Regions from separate parts of the Zea mays genome. Here region 2 is linked to region 1. The links are chromatin contacts, called in public Hi-C maps. All regions are on one chromosome and are shown on one strand. Each heading gives the region's core, a stretch centred on a gene start, on an enhancer-like site or on the middle of the called end of the contact. The rest is flanking DNA. Distances are from core to core; before and after follow the strand shown. Region 1 holds the start of LOC100192733 (peptidyl-prolyl cis-trans isomerase-like 1). Region 2 overlaps LOC100191509.

Region 1 (6,367 bases), core at 2,727-5,226:
ACAGGGCATCGCTCCGCCACCTCCATTGTTCCCCCCAGTTGACCCTACTCTCTTCCACACTCCTGTGAGTATCAAAATTGTAGTTAGATGTTTGTAATGCATCTGGTATAACACATGCTATCTCTTCTCTGTGCAGGGCCAATCTGGGGCGGCATCCAACAACCCTCCGGAAGGGTTCAGCCCAACGCAACCCCGGCCAAACCGCCCACCTCCATGAGTCATTGTTTTAGACTTCAGAACTTATGTATAATACTTATGTTTCTGTTTGATACTTATGTGAGAGCTTGCGACGTTTGAGACTTATGTTTGTGTTTAATACTTGTGTTGAACACTTATGTTTGTGATGGATATTTATGTTTGTGGTCACGGTTTTATGTTTGTGTTGGCTATTTATGTCTGTGATGATATCTGTGATGTATATATGTGATATATATGTGATATCTTCTGTTTGTGTGGATGGAAAACAAAAAACAAATAAAAAAGGTACATACTGGTCACTTTGCCGAGTGTAACACTCGGCAAAGAGGCTCTTTGCCGAGTGTCTGGGTCATAACACTCGGCAAAGAGCACAGACCTGGGCACCGGCTTAGGTTCTTTGCCGAGTGTTATGTCGCTGGCACTCGGCAAAGAGGTCGGCTTTGCCGAGTGCCTATTGGGACACTCGGTAAAGAGCCTGACATGGGGACCCTCCCTGGCGGGCTCTTTGCCGAGTGTCCCAACTGGCACTCGGCAAAGAAGGCGGCTTTGCCGAGTGCTGCCAGGAGGACACTCGGCAAAGATATCTTCGTTGCCGAGTGTCACCGTTGACACTCGGCAAAGCCGCCGTCTCCGTCAACCGGCGCTGTAACGGTCGCTTTTCTTTGCCGAGTGCTCCCTGACACTCGGCAAAGATATTTGCCGAGTGCCCGAGAAAAAGTACTCGGCAAAGAAGTCTTTGCCGATGCACTGTTTGCCGAGCCTTCTTTGCCGAGTGTTACACTCGGCAAAGCCTTTGCCGAGTGTTTTTAAGGCTTCGCCGAGTGCTTCCGGCACTCGGCGAAGCTATTGATTCCGGTAGTGTAAGGACAGAATACTCTAATGCTCTGTTTGGATGTCGATATTGGAGGGCATAGAATTGAATTGGGTTCAATACCAAATCAACCATGATATTGAAATGAGATATAGTAATTCCAATTCTATTGTTTGGATGTTACCGAATTGGAGTTTGGAATTGTGCGGTCTAATTCCATGCAATAAAGATGGGTGACGCTCAGTATTAGGAGAGGAAGTTTCTAGTTATAGTCCAATTCTAGGGAATTGGGTCTCTGATTCCAAATCTTAATTTTGTGTGCAACCAAACAACATAATTTAGGAAAGTTGATTACAATTTTTAATTTTGTGCTCCAATATCGACATCAAACAGGCTATAAAATTTAGAGTTGTATCAGGGGCAACAGCTGAAATCCCTCCTCCAAAGCCCCATGTACTGTCCTCTGCCTAGAGGTGTACATTTAGGACAGGTCTGGTGGCCCGAAGCATGAAAAAAACACGGTCCAAGCACGCACGAGCCGGAATATTTTCGGACTGGGCCAGCCCGAAATTATGCATCGGGCTAGGCTTGGGCCGAGGTCACTGCCCACGGGCGGGCACGAGCACGACCCGTTTACGGAGGCACAAAATAGCATATTTACAGGCACGAAAAGGCTCATATTCATTTGGTCACCCGCTTCTAATCATGTAAATCATCCACCCCGATTTAGCTAGTCGCATGATTGTTTAATCATGGAGATGAGGTGTCAACTACCAATTGGTTTCGTGTTCTTTGGTTTTTAATTATAAATCTTGAAATGTTAATATCTATTAAATGATATATGTGTTTTAAATTTCGGGCTTTGCCGTAAATTTTGGGCTTTGATGTGAATTTCGAGCTTTGATATGAATTTTAAGCCTTGTGCGAATTTCAGATATTTTACAGTTTCAGGCCGCCTAAAATAAACCCAACATATTTAGGGATGAAACCGGGACAGAAAAATCTCGTACCGACCGACATCGTATATCGTGTTAACCGATCGTATATCGTGTTTTCAGGAAAAACAGGAAACGGGAAAAAATACGGGAAATATGGACGGTAACACGAACGAAATCAGGAAGAGTTGTTTCTCGACCGGATTAACGGTTCCTGTATTGTATCCGGAATAATCATGTATGTGTTCCCATTTACGCTTGGCCCAAATGCGTGCTTCTGCTTGGCCCAGATGTGTGCTTGGCCCAAAGCCCCAAATGTGACCCTAGCTTACATGTGCCTGTGTGTGCTGCCGCCTGCCTGTGCCTGCTGCCGCCCACTGCCTGTGCGGCTGTGCCTATTGCCGCCCACTGCTTGTGCGGCTGTGTCTGCTGCCGCCCACCGCCCTTGGCTTGGCTCCTCTCTTTGTCCTCTATCGCTCTGTGTGCTGCTGTTGCGTCTGCGATTCACGTGTCGGCGTGCCGCGTGCGGCATTGCAGCTCAGCAGCTGCGGCCTGCGGGCTACCGGCTGGACGGCTGGTGGCTGAGCGAAGTAGCGGAAGCGGACAACGGCGGCCTGCTCCACGCACGGATGCACCAGCAGCAGGCCAGCGGCGGTCGAGCCCTACTCCATCGCTCGCCGGCGAGACAGGTACCGGTCGGCGGCTGCACTCCACATTCTCCACTCCTCTTGCTCTAACCTCTCCGCGTCTGGAAACAGGACTAGAACATGCCACCGACTGGGGCTGCTGCTGCCGATGGCTCTGCTGTTGGCTCGTCATCATCGGCATCCAAGGCCAAGCGCTTCATCCTGGATCCACCATTGCCGGTGGTGGTGCATAGCACCACACTTCCTACACCAAATCCAACATCAGGTAAAGCACTGCTCTGCTACACTAGTAGTTGTGTGTGTTCAGTATATAATGGTAGCTGTATGTACATGTATATAATGGTAGAAACATCTATTGATTTTTTGTCAGGATCTAAGCGATCAAGGTCAAAAAATATGTGCCAAAACCTTAGTGGTTCTGGTGCGGCAGCAACAAATGATGGATGTGGTAGTGGTTGTGGTGCAGATGATGTAGGTAGGGATACTTTGCCAAGTGGAGGTGGCAACGGTAGTGCTGCTGCCACAGCGGATGGAGGCGGCAATAGTGAACAAGCCATCAATATTGAGGATGATGTCCCTACTGGAAAAAGGCAGAAGAAATGCACATCTGATGTACGGCAGTACTTTACCAAGAAGAGGTTGGTCATTGAGGATAATGGGAAGACATACGTTCAGTTGTGGGCTCATTGCAGCTGGCCAAGATGTAAGCACAAGGGCCGATGTGAGAGCAATTATGGAATAACTGGATTTTGGACACATTTGAGGGTGGCACATAGTATAGTGAAAGGCCAGCAGCAACTTGCAGTTGAAAAAATGGGGGGAAAGACATCAGTGTTGTGGTACCATATAAGTTTATGTTGCTGCCATATATGAATATATGTTGCCTTCCATACGTTGTAGGACGATGATGTCATAGACATTGATGAAGGAGATATAGATGGGCTAAATGCAGATGATCAGAGCTACTTTGACATGTAGAGGTAGGTTCTGGTGCTGGCTGCTGGATAGTGGATACTTTTGGACTTGTCACTTGTGAATTTTGGTTGCTGGATGCCTAGATAGTGGATACTTTTGGACTTGCCATATACTTTTGGGCTTTTGGTTGTGGACTGCTAGTTTACTAACACTGGTAGGTACTAGTACTAGGCTACCAGCATACTACTCTCTGCTGTTGGGCACTTGGGCCGTCCGAGTATGTCTTTGGGTAATATGTGGACCGAGTAATATACTAATATGGACATGGATCTTGCGTATTGTGCAATGAATGTGTTGGTTGTTGGGCTGCTTGCCCGCTTTCTGTAATATTTATTATGCAATGAATGTCTTTGGGGTTGTTAGTCTTGGATCATAGTCATAGGGTCATAGCCTGCAAATGTTTCTTTTTCGTGTTACCGATTCCCGATCATAATCGACTCGTTCCTGATTGAACATGTTCCGTTCCCGATATCTTGTAATATCGGTTTCGTTATTTCGTCCAATATTCTCGTTCCCGTTTCTGATTTCGGCAAAAAAAAATACAGTAACGGTAATGGTTTAAGTATTTTCCCGACCGTTTTCAATTATTTTCAAGCTTAAATATATTTAACCAATAACATATCGAGCTATATGCTGAGTATTAAATCCATGGACATATAACCTGTAATAATTACTGATCGACCTGAAATTTAACCGTTCGGTGTCTTTTCCGGCTTGAGCGGGCCCGGCCCGGATGTACACCCACACAAGCCCGGACAGACCTGCCTCGCTTCTCGTCTCCCGTCTCCTCCGCGTTCCCGCTTTCCACCCGCCGCCGCCGCCGCCGCCCACCTTACCGTCCCCTGCCCCTTGCCCAGCATGTGGGGTAGCACCGACGGCGGAACGCCGGAGGTCACCCTCGAGACCTCCATGGGCGCTGTCTCTGTTGAGGTACCTCCCCTCTCTCCTCTCGGTTGCATCTCCTCTCTTCCCACTTCTCGCTTTGCACTGGGCCCTGCACTTCTACTTCATGATTGATGCTGATGGTCACTCGATCCGTAGATGTACTACAGGCACGCGCCCAAGACTTGCCGGAACTTCGTCGAGCTCGCGCGACGTGGCTACTACGACAACGTTATCTTCCACCGCATCATCAAAGTCTCTCCTGAGTTTCCTATTTCGTGTTGACTGATCTTAGTTTGCTTGTTGTCAATATCTGATATTGGTTACGTAATGAGTGGTTGCTGTTTTTGTTGCTGCTTAGGATTTCATTGTGCAAGGTGGGGATCCTACAGGAACCGGCAGAGGTGGCGAGTCCATCTATGGGTGAGCAGTCTGTTGACCATAGTCCCCCTCCACTTGATTTATCTTGAATCAACGACTACGTTGTTCCCATAGTTATTTGAATGCTAGCTGCGGTAACAGTAGATGTGTACCCAGGATTCAATTGGGTATAAAGCATGGTGTTGGGAAGGATTTTTTAGAACATTTCAGTGGCCACGTTCCCACTGATTTTGCCCGCCATCAATGTGTGTTATTGTTTGATTAACGATTGCATCGTCACATTAGTAGAGTGAATGCTAGCTTACAACAGAATTAGGTGGAGCATTAGAAAAATTAACTACTCTGCTTGTACAACATTTCAGTGGCCTTAATACCACTGTTCTTTGGCTGCTAGCTTGGGTAAAAGCTAATTTGCTAGACAGCTGGTAAGATGTTTCTTTTCTAGGGACATATGTAAGATGAAATTGTGTCTGCTATTCATTCTCTTTAGCTTTAAACTTGTGATCCTGTCTAAGATTAGCGCTCTTGCTGCTGTTGCTTTCTTTGCAGAGCAAAGTTTGAGGATGAGATAAAGACTGAGTTAAAGCACACTGGGGCTGGAATTCTGTCCATGGCAAATGCTGGCCCAAACACGAATGGAAGCCAGTTCTTCATAACTCTTGCCCCTTGTCAGTCACTTGATGGTAAGGATAAGCATCTGCTTTGTCTGATTTCTTTGACCTATGTGAACCTTTTCACTGGCGAGCTGAAAAGCATGCTGATTAACTGATTGAGTAGATGTTTGTTGATGTTGTGCACACGTGAGCTGCAATAATGATATTTCACTATTTTGGCCCTTTTTAATAGAATGGGACCTTTGTAGGCAGAGGTCTTTCTTGGTTTTTTTGTTATTTCTGTTTGGTCCTAGCTGGACTCTTGTAATCCCTTCTCAATGAATATGACACGCAGATCTCCAGCGTTGTTCGAGGAAAAAAATAGAATGGGACCTTTAACAGAGCTGATAAACTCTGTAAAAGCAGTGGTGACCAAAATTGAGTTAATTAAATTTGAAAGGTTAGGATGGTACAAGTCATTGGTGCTAATGCAAACAGTTTAGAGATCATGATGACTACATAACTGTTCTTTTTACTTCCCACTACTGTTTTCATCTGATATATTCAATGCTAAGAGGTCTTCCCAGTTCCCTCTTGAAATATCAGTTATCAAATCTGGATTTGGCGTGATAGATATATAGGGCTTGTCACTTGGGATGAACTTTTTCCTTTGTATACTATGTTTGCAGCTTCATACAATTAACAGGATGTAACGTTGCAGGGAAACATACAATTTTTGGGAGGGTATGCAGAGGAATGGAAATTGTTAAGCGCCTTGGAAGTGTGCAGACTGACAAAAATGATAGGTAATACTTTGCATCTGATCTCTTCTCAAGACGGGGTTTTGCTTAGGGCATTGGCTTCGGTTCATCGCAGCATGTAGTGTGCATGACAAGTTTCTTGACATGTGTTTGTTTTTTACTCTGTATTTGAATGAACGTTGTG
Region 2 (6,367 bases), core at 1,338-3,837, 36 kb after region 1:
TTTATGAATACATATCATACACAATGTTGCAACTAAATAACCAATCTCTCGTTATGTAGTGCCACAAGCAACCACAAGGATCGGTCCTATGTGGATTCTATGCGTGCGAGTTCATGAGAGTGAACGGACGATACATCACGAACCCTGACAAGGTATTATTAGTAATAGTCAAGTATGTATTTATGTCATTAAAGATGCAAATGTGTTATTATTGAGTATAAATAGATGATGTTTATAAAATTCCTTTACAGCAATTTCAACGAGGAAACCCGGAGAACTTGACCGAAGCTGCATTGTATGGCATAGTCGAGGACCTCTACACATTCATATTGAAAGAGGTCATTCCCGCAGAAGGAAAATATCACGATGCTTCCGGAACATTAGCTTTGCCAGAGTTTAGAATACTAACAGAAATTAGTAGATTATCTCTTAGCCGAGATAGTTATTAGAGCTTAGGTGAAAACTTATGATGTATAGAATGCATGAAGGATATATGGTTGTAAACAGAATACTTTGATGTATATAAATGTATGATAGAATTTAATTTCATGTTGCTTTCAATATCAATATAGATCTATATATATATATATGTTTGTGTGTGTGTAAATAAATATATATATAATTCAGTATTGTTTGAAATTTTGAAAAAAGGCGGGAAAACTTCCACTGGCGGCTAAATAAAGAAAACCGCCAGTGAAAAGTGCATTTCCACTGGCGGTTTGCTTTATAAAACCGCCAGTGGAAATGCACTTTCACTGGCGGTTTTCTTTATTCAGCCGCCAGTGAAAATGCACTTTTCACTGGCGGTTCCAAAATAACCGCCAGTGGAAATGCTGATTTCCACTGACCCCTAGCACTGGCGGTACTGAAAAACGCCAGTGTAAATAGGTTTAGAACCGCCACTATAGAGCTTCTGTGTACTAGTGATAAAGACGCTTCGAAGACCACAACTTTGCCTTCTGGATCTGTTGTGGTCTCCAACCCAGGGGCATGCCCAACCCCATAGCAAAGTAACACAATTGCTCCATCTCCATGACTCGGCCCACTCTAATCCGCGATCGCCCAAACATAGGTCTCTCGACTCATGACGCATCGCCTCCCTGAGTAGCTCATAACTAGTGACAATGTGGCAGAGGGCATGGACTTTGAGGACGATGAACCGTCTGCTGAAACAGTGTACGTCTGTGGCGGTGGCTTCGTCATCGCATTAGTAACGCACTGTGGTGAGTCGCTGGTAGAACTTGATGAAGAAGTGGACGACATCATGTACTGGTGACGAGGTCGTGCGGTATGCTTCACTCACACACCAGTGCGGGCAAGGCCTCATGACGGAGTTCAGCGGCGCTTGTGGATATGAGGAAGAGGAAGCGATGCAAACGTATCGTGTAACACTAACCCTAACCGGGTGTTGCCTTATATAAGCCAGAAATGATGAAAATAATAATCAATTAATTAACAAATGTCATAAAAATGCCCCTAAATCGGATGATCGAGGGTAGCGTTCGAATCATTATCTAGTCTTCGGGATCGACTCATTAGGTTGAGCCTCGCCCTTAGGGGCTACTTTTGGGGAGAAAGTTGAACGGGAACCCGATCATTTGTCTGGTCGATACTGTCTAATCAGTCATCATACTTCTCTCCAATAAATGTGGATTCATTGAAGGCTATGAGGGCTACCATGAAGATTTCCCCATGTGAGGCAGACTCGTCATACGGTCGATCGAGTCTATGGCTGCTTGGCCCATCGAAGACTCCGAAGGCCATGGCAAGGACTTCGCTGGGAAGATCTTAACATGTGGACTCTGCTATCTACATCAAACATTCGTGGCTCGATCGAAGCCGTGGGCATGCTACCGAAGGCCTCACCGATCCAAGAGTGACTTAAAAGGCGATGGAGACTTTGGCCTTGTCACTTGGACAACGCATAAAATCATTGACGAAGGTTTTGAAGGCTTCCCCACTTAGGGGGCCAATGAATAACATCGAGGCCACAACAGGAGCATGGGCCCCTGTAGCTGAAGGAAGGTCTAGCTAGTCACAAATGGGTGTGCATTAATGTTGGTGCGGGTATGTAATTGGGTGTAATATAAGGTATGTAATGGTTCTTAAAATACACCGCTATAAAGGATATTCTTAAGATGTGACTGGTAACCAAGGACAAGTCTGTATTTTAGAGGGTGCCACATCCTAAGATGTGACAGGTAACCAAGGATAAGGCTGTACTTTAGAGGGCTACCCTTGGTTACCCCATAAATACCTATGTCTAGACAGTGTGAGAGGATGGCTAATAAGACATTTGAGAATCATTGTTCCATATCTAGCGTGCTATTACACGTTTGTCATCTCGTTGTTTGGGTCATTGTTGTCAGATCCCAACATTAACCCCTAAACCCTCCAATCGTCAATGGATAGATCCCTTAACCTTTGAACCTTAAGACTGTGTCCAGCAGTTCATTATATGGTCATTCAAAAAACTGTTTTATATTATAGACTGTAATATTCGTAGAATGAAGTTTAAATATGGGCCGATCATGCGGTGAGCTCCATGTCTCAACTGGCGATAAGGTAATGGGCTCATGGCCCACGGGTTTTTTTTTAACCCAAAGACAGATAAATTACTGGCCCTCAACGTTGAGCTAGAAGCGGCTGCTGCTCCGGCATGTTGGTCAGTAATCACGAGACTGATACGCACAAGGAAGTAAAATAGCATAATGACATCTATGTCGGTTAATCGACTCTTCAAGTTGTTTTACTGTCATATTTCTACTACATATACAACCGGGAACCCGCGCCTTCTAATGAAGCAACTTAAGTTACCATATCAAGAACCTACAGGGGCAAAGCCCTACAAATCGAACTTTATAAGACACATTTAATCACCTTACAGACCGCAAGTGTCAATAAATCAGACACCCGGAGCTTAACAACCCCTCCCTCTAAACACAGATGTTGCTAACATCACTCGACCTACAATATATCAGTATCGGTCTGCATCAATGGAGCGTGACACCGTTCTTGGTCATTGGCTGCTGTGACCATTTGATTCACATTTTGCAGCAGCGGGTGAACTGGGCGATCTCACACCATTCGCCATTGCTGGGGGCTGGTTATCTTCCTCCACGGTCGCGCTTGCTCTCTGCGCTTTCAGATCTGCAAGCTTCTCGGAGGTTTTGTCCGAGTCTGGCCCATTGGCAACAGGATGTTCCTCTAACAGTGCTAAGCGCCTGAGAGATGGTACGTCTCCGTCACAATACCTGCGCCACATGTCCATGTATGCAGCTTCCAGGCCCCGGGTGAATCTCTCTCCCTCGCAGACGGGCGACTTCATCATCAGCTCCCTCAGGGTCATCCTCAGTTCTTGCAAGGCATTCACATCTGATGCCAAATCCAACGCTAGGCTCACATACTCATCCTCAGTTTTGGCAACCAGCCTCCCCAACCCTGCAAAAAGGGGGGGGGGGGGGGGGGGGGGGGGGGGAGAGAAACGTCAACCCATGGACCATTATAACAAATACCATTTGGCAGTGGAAGGAAAATGGCCTTGTTTGATAGCTAGAAGATTTGCTAAATAGCTTAGTATGCTAAGTGTAAAAAAAATGAAAGCAGGCCATGGGAAAGTGAACCTTTGATACAACCTCTACACAGATGAAAATGTAGCATACAGTTACTTACCGACTTTGCTGAGCAAGCTGACACCAACGTTATGAGCATGAACAGCACCAGCCATTGTAACACATGGAACCCCCATGTATAAAGATTCACATGTAGTCGTAGTACCAGCATAGGGAAATGTATCCAGGCTGCACAAAGAAAGAAAACCATTCATATACTGTTTCAAGTAACACCATAAATGTCGTTTAGAGGAAAACTACCATAAACTCAGCCTGCAATCAATGACAGTACGACACAACTGCTCACCTGATGTCCATCAAAGAATACGCCTGCATGTGATCATGATTCAGATGGATGAGTGGCAACAGATCAACCCGTAATGACTCCAAACCCAACTCCTCCAGTGTGGCCAAAAATTTCTGCCTTATGTTCTCACAGCAGAATGGCTTGCACTTAACCACAAGCCTGGAGTTAGGGACTGAACATAATATTCTGGCCCAAACTTGCAACACTTTCGGTGTAATCTGTAAATGAAATAAAACTAATTGAGTGGTTCAGCAGAAAAGCAAATCTTTCAAGTGTTAATTGTCACCTTTGCTAGATTGTTAAAGCTCCCAAAAGTGACGAAACCATTTGAAATTGCTGGTGTTGGACAAACAGGACCAGCTTCTGGGGAAGGAGTATAACAAAGAAAGCTTTCAGGAAGGCGCACCAACTCCTCAACATGCCTGCAGACAATTGCTGCTATGAGCTTCTACATGTCTGGGCATAGAAAACTACATGCTGGAATAACTGTGACTGCAAGATGAGCATGTCTTACTTTTGCTTTGTCATAGGTGGATCAGTCAATGAGTCTGAGATTCGGTAGTCTATTGTTGGCAAACCTGTTGTGTTGGGGTAGCCAATCCAGGTAACCTGTGAGCACATAAAGATCAAGGTTAAAACAAAGCCTGCTCATTAGATAAAGAATGAATGTTGCTCCTGTGGAAACATTTCTGAAAATAATGGAGGAAACAGATATGCATCATGAAGCGCAGAACTACCTGAATAGGAGCAGGTCGGCATGCCATTGTCCCTAACTTATTATTTGCTGTGTGACCAGTAAGTTCCACAAGTATGTCCACTTTATCCTCCCTTACCAAGCTAGCAACCCTCTTTTCATCAATACCATATATATCTCTCCACAACCCACCCTTTTTCAACACCTTATCCTTGAATCTAAGTGTCTTGGCATCTGCCTAAATAATAACCAACAAAAGAAAATGTGAGTGAAGTGTCATAAAAAAGGACAAAGGAAACCATGAAGTTTGCATGCTAAAAAAAAGGACAAATGTCACTAAATATATATTATGTTTTGATTTAAAAAAAGGGATCATTTCTACACTTCAACATGAAGTTTGGTTTCTAATAAAGAAAGTGAAGCGACATAATTAATTGATGGCTTAAGGTGTGTAGAAAACAGAAAAATAGGTAAGAGGAAAAGGAACAGTTCTCTATACCTTCACAACACCGGAGTAGACAACCACCTTGCAAACTGTGGAATCATGGTGTGTAAGGGGAGCTTCAATGAAGTAGGACACGGAATGAGTAAAGTAATCAGGAGACAAATAACCGATGATCAATGGGCGGTCAGCAACTTTTGAGTTATCCCAACTTGTATATTGTGGATACAATTTCATAAAGCGTTTTCCCCACTCCCTGTAAAACAAATAAAAGACAGTGAACAATCCTGCTGATAATTAATTCATGGAAACAAAGGAAATGCTAACATAAACATGTCAAGCCTACAGTAAATATGACCTGTGAGCTTCATAAAGCTTGTCATCTGAGCCCTCGTCAATATAGTTCATTGCAAGCAAACGGTTCTGCAAAATGAATTAGCATGCAACTTTGTCACATAAGGGGAGAAATGTAAGCAATATTGTCAGCCATTGAAAAAATATAAACCATAAGTTTTACAAAAGTTGTAGAAAAGTATCAAGCGGTGTTTAAAAGGCGACTTGGCATCCAGGAAAGTGCTGGATCCGCCTGGACGCCTAGGTGAAGCACAAGGCGCCACTGTTTCCCAAGGCGAACTGGGTACACATGGACGCCTATGCTAGGCCTTTGAAACACTGGTATCAAAACAGATACTTCCAACCAAAAGCAAAATTTAAGTAACCATAATGATAAAGATGTGATAGTATGATTATTCAGATGTGCAACATCTACCCATGGCTGTTTACCAAACTGGGACAGCTTCTTTAAGAATTACTAGTGATGGTTTCTGTATAATCGAATATTTAATTAGTAATTACATCATAAAACAGCCCCAAAACAAATCCTAATGAGCATAATTGAGGAGTACCTGGCCAGCATTTCGTGAATCAGGATCGATCTGAAGGCATCTCTCGTAAGCATGAATTGCTAAAGTAATACTACCAGCGTCTCTGTAAAGAACACCTACGGTGACAAAAATGATGAAAGACAGTTAGTAACTCTGATAAAGTAGTTCTATTAAGCTATATCTTGAAACTTGGAGTTCAGAACAAATACAATATTATTACAAAAAAGGTGAGCAGAAAGGCATATGATTTGACACGCCTACCCCTTACAAGGTTACTCTTAGCAAAAATCTATATATCAAACATGACATTTTAAGCATCCGAACAGCATTGGTTGGTTATTCATTACCTAGATTATTATATGCTTCAGCATATGTGGGATTTGCATGTATAGCCTTCTCAATCATGCTAGCAGCAGAATCCATCTTACC

The links. A called contact is a pair of places that touch in the nucleus more often than the background predicts.
Region 2: a contact with region 1 is called in a Hi-C map of ear, with 2.3 times the contacts expected there. The contact joins the enhancer-like site here to the promoter of LOC100192733 in region 1. A contact is called at or near these places in 4 of 25 Hi-C or Micro-C datasets (ear, leaf and an unstated tissue).

The regions. Positions count from the first base shown.
Region 1 is chr1:209,252,022-209,258,388 of Zm-B73-REFERENCE-NAM-5.0, forward strand. It overlaps LOC100192733 (peptidyl-prolyl cis-trans isomerase-like 1), which reads left to right and starts at 3,977. Exons shown (of 6, transcript XM_020546665.3): 1 at 3,977-4,496; 2 at 4,608-4,703; 3 at 4,810-4,871; 4 at 5,379-5,512; 5 at 6,144-6,228. The coding sequence starts at 4,425.
Region 2 is chr1:209,289,039-209,295,405 of Zm-B73-REFERENCE-NAM-5.0, forward strand. It overlaps LOC100191509, which reads right to left. Exons shown (of 18, transcript NM_001365493.1): 9 at 6,286-6,367; 10 at 5,960-6,054; 11 at 5,413-5,477; 12 at 5,112-5,310; 13 at 4,656-4,850; 14 at 4,433-4,527; 15 at 4,205-4,340; 16 at 3,919-4,136; 17 at 3,673-3,800; 18 at 2,801-3,441. The coding sequence ends at 3,020. Among protein-coding and RNA genes, the nearest start is that of LOC100191509, 6.2 kb to the right of the region's middle. Within about 2 kb of position 2,588, at least 9 of the 20 cell types and tissues checked have an H3K27ac peak or open chromatin away from gene starts, as enhancers often do. A contact at or near this core is called in ear, where this site is marked.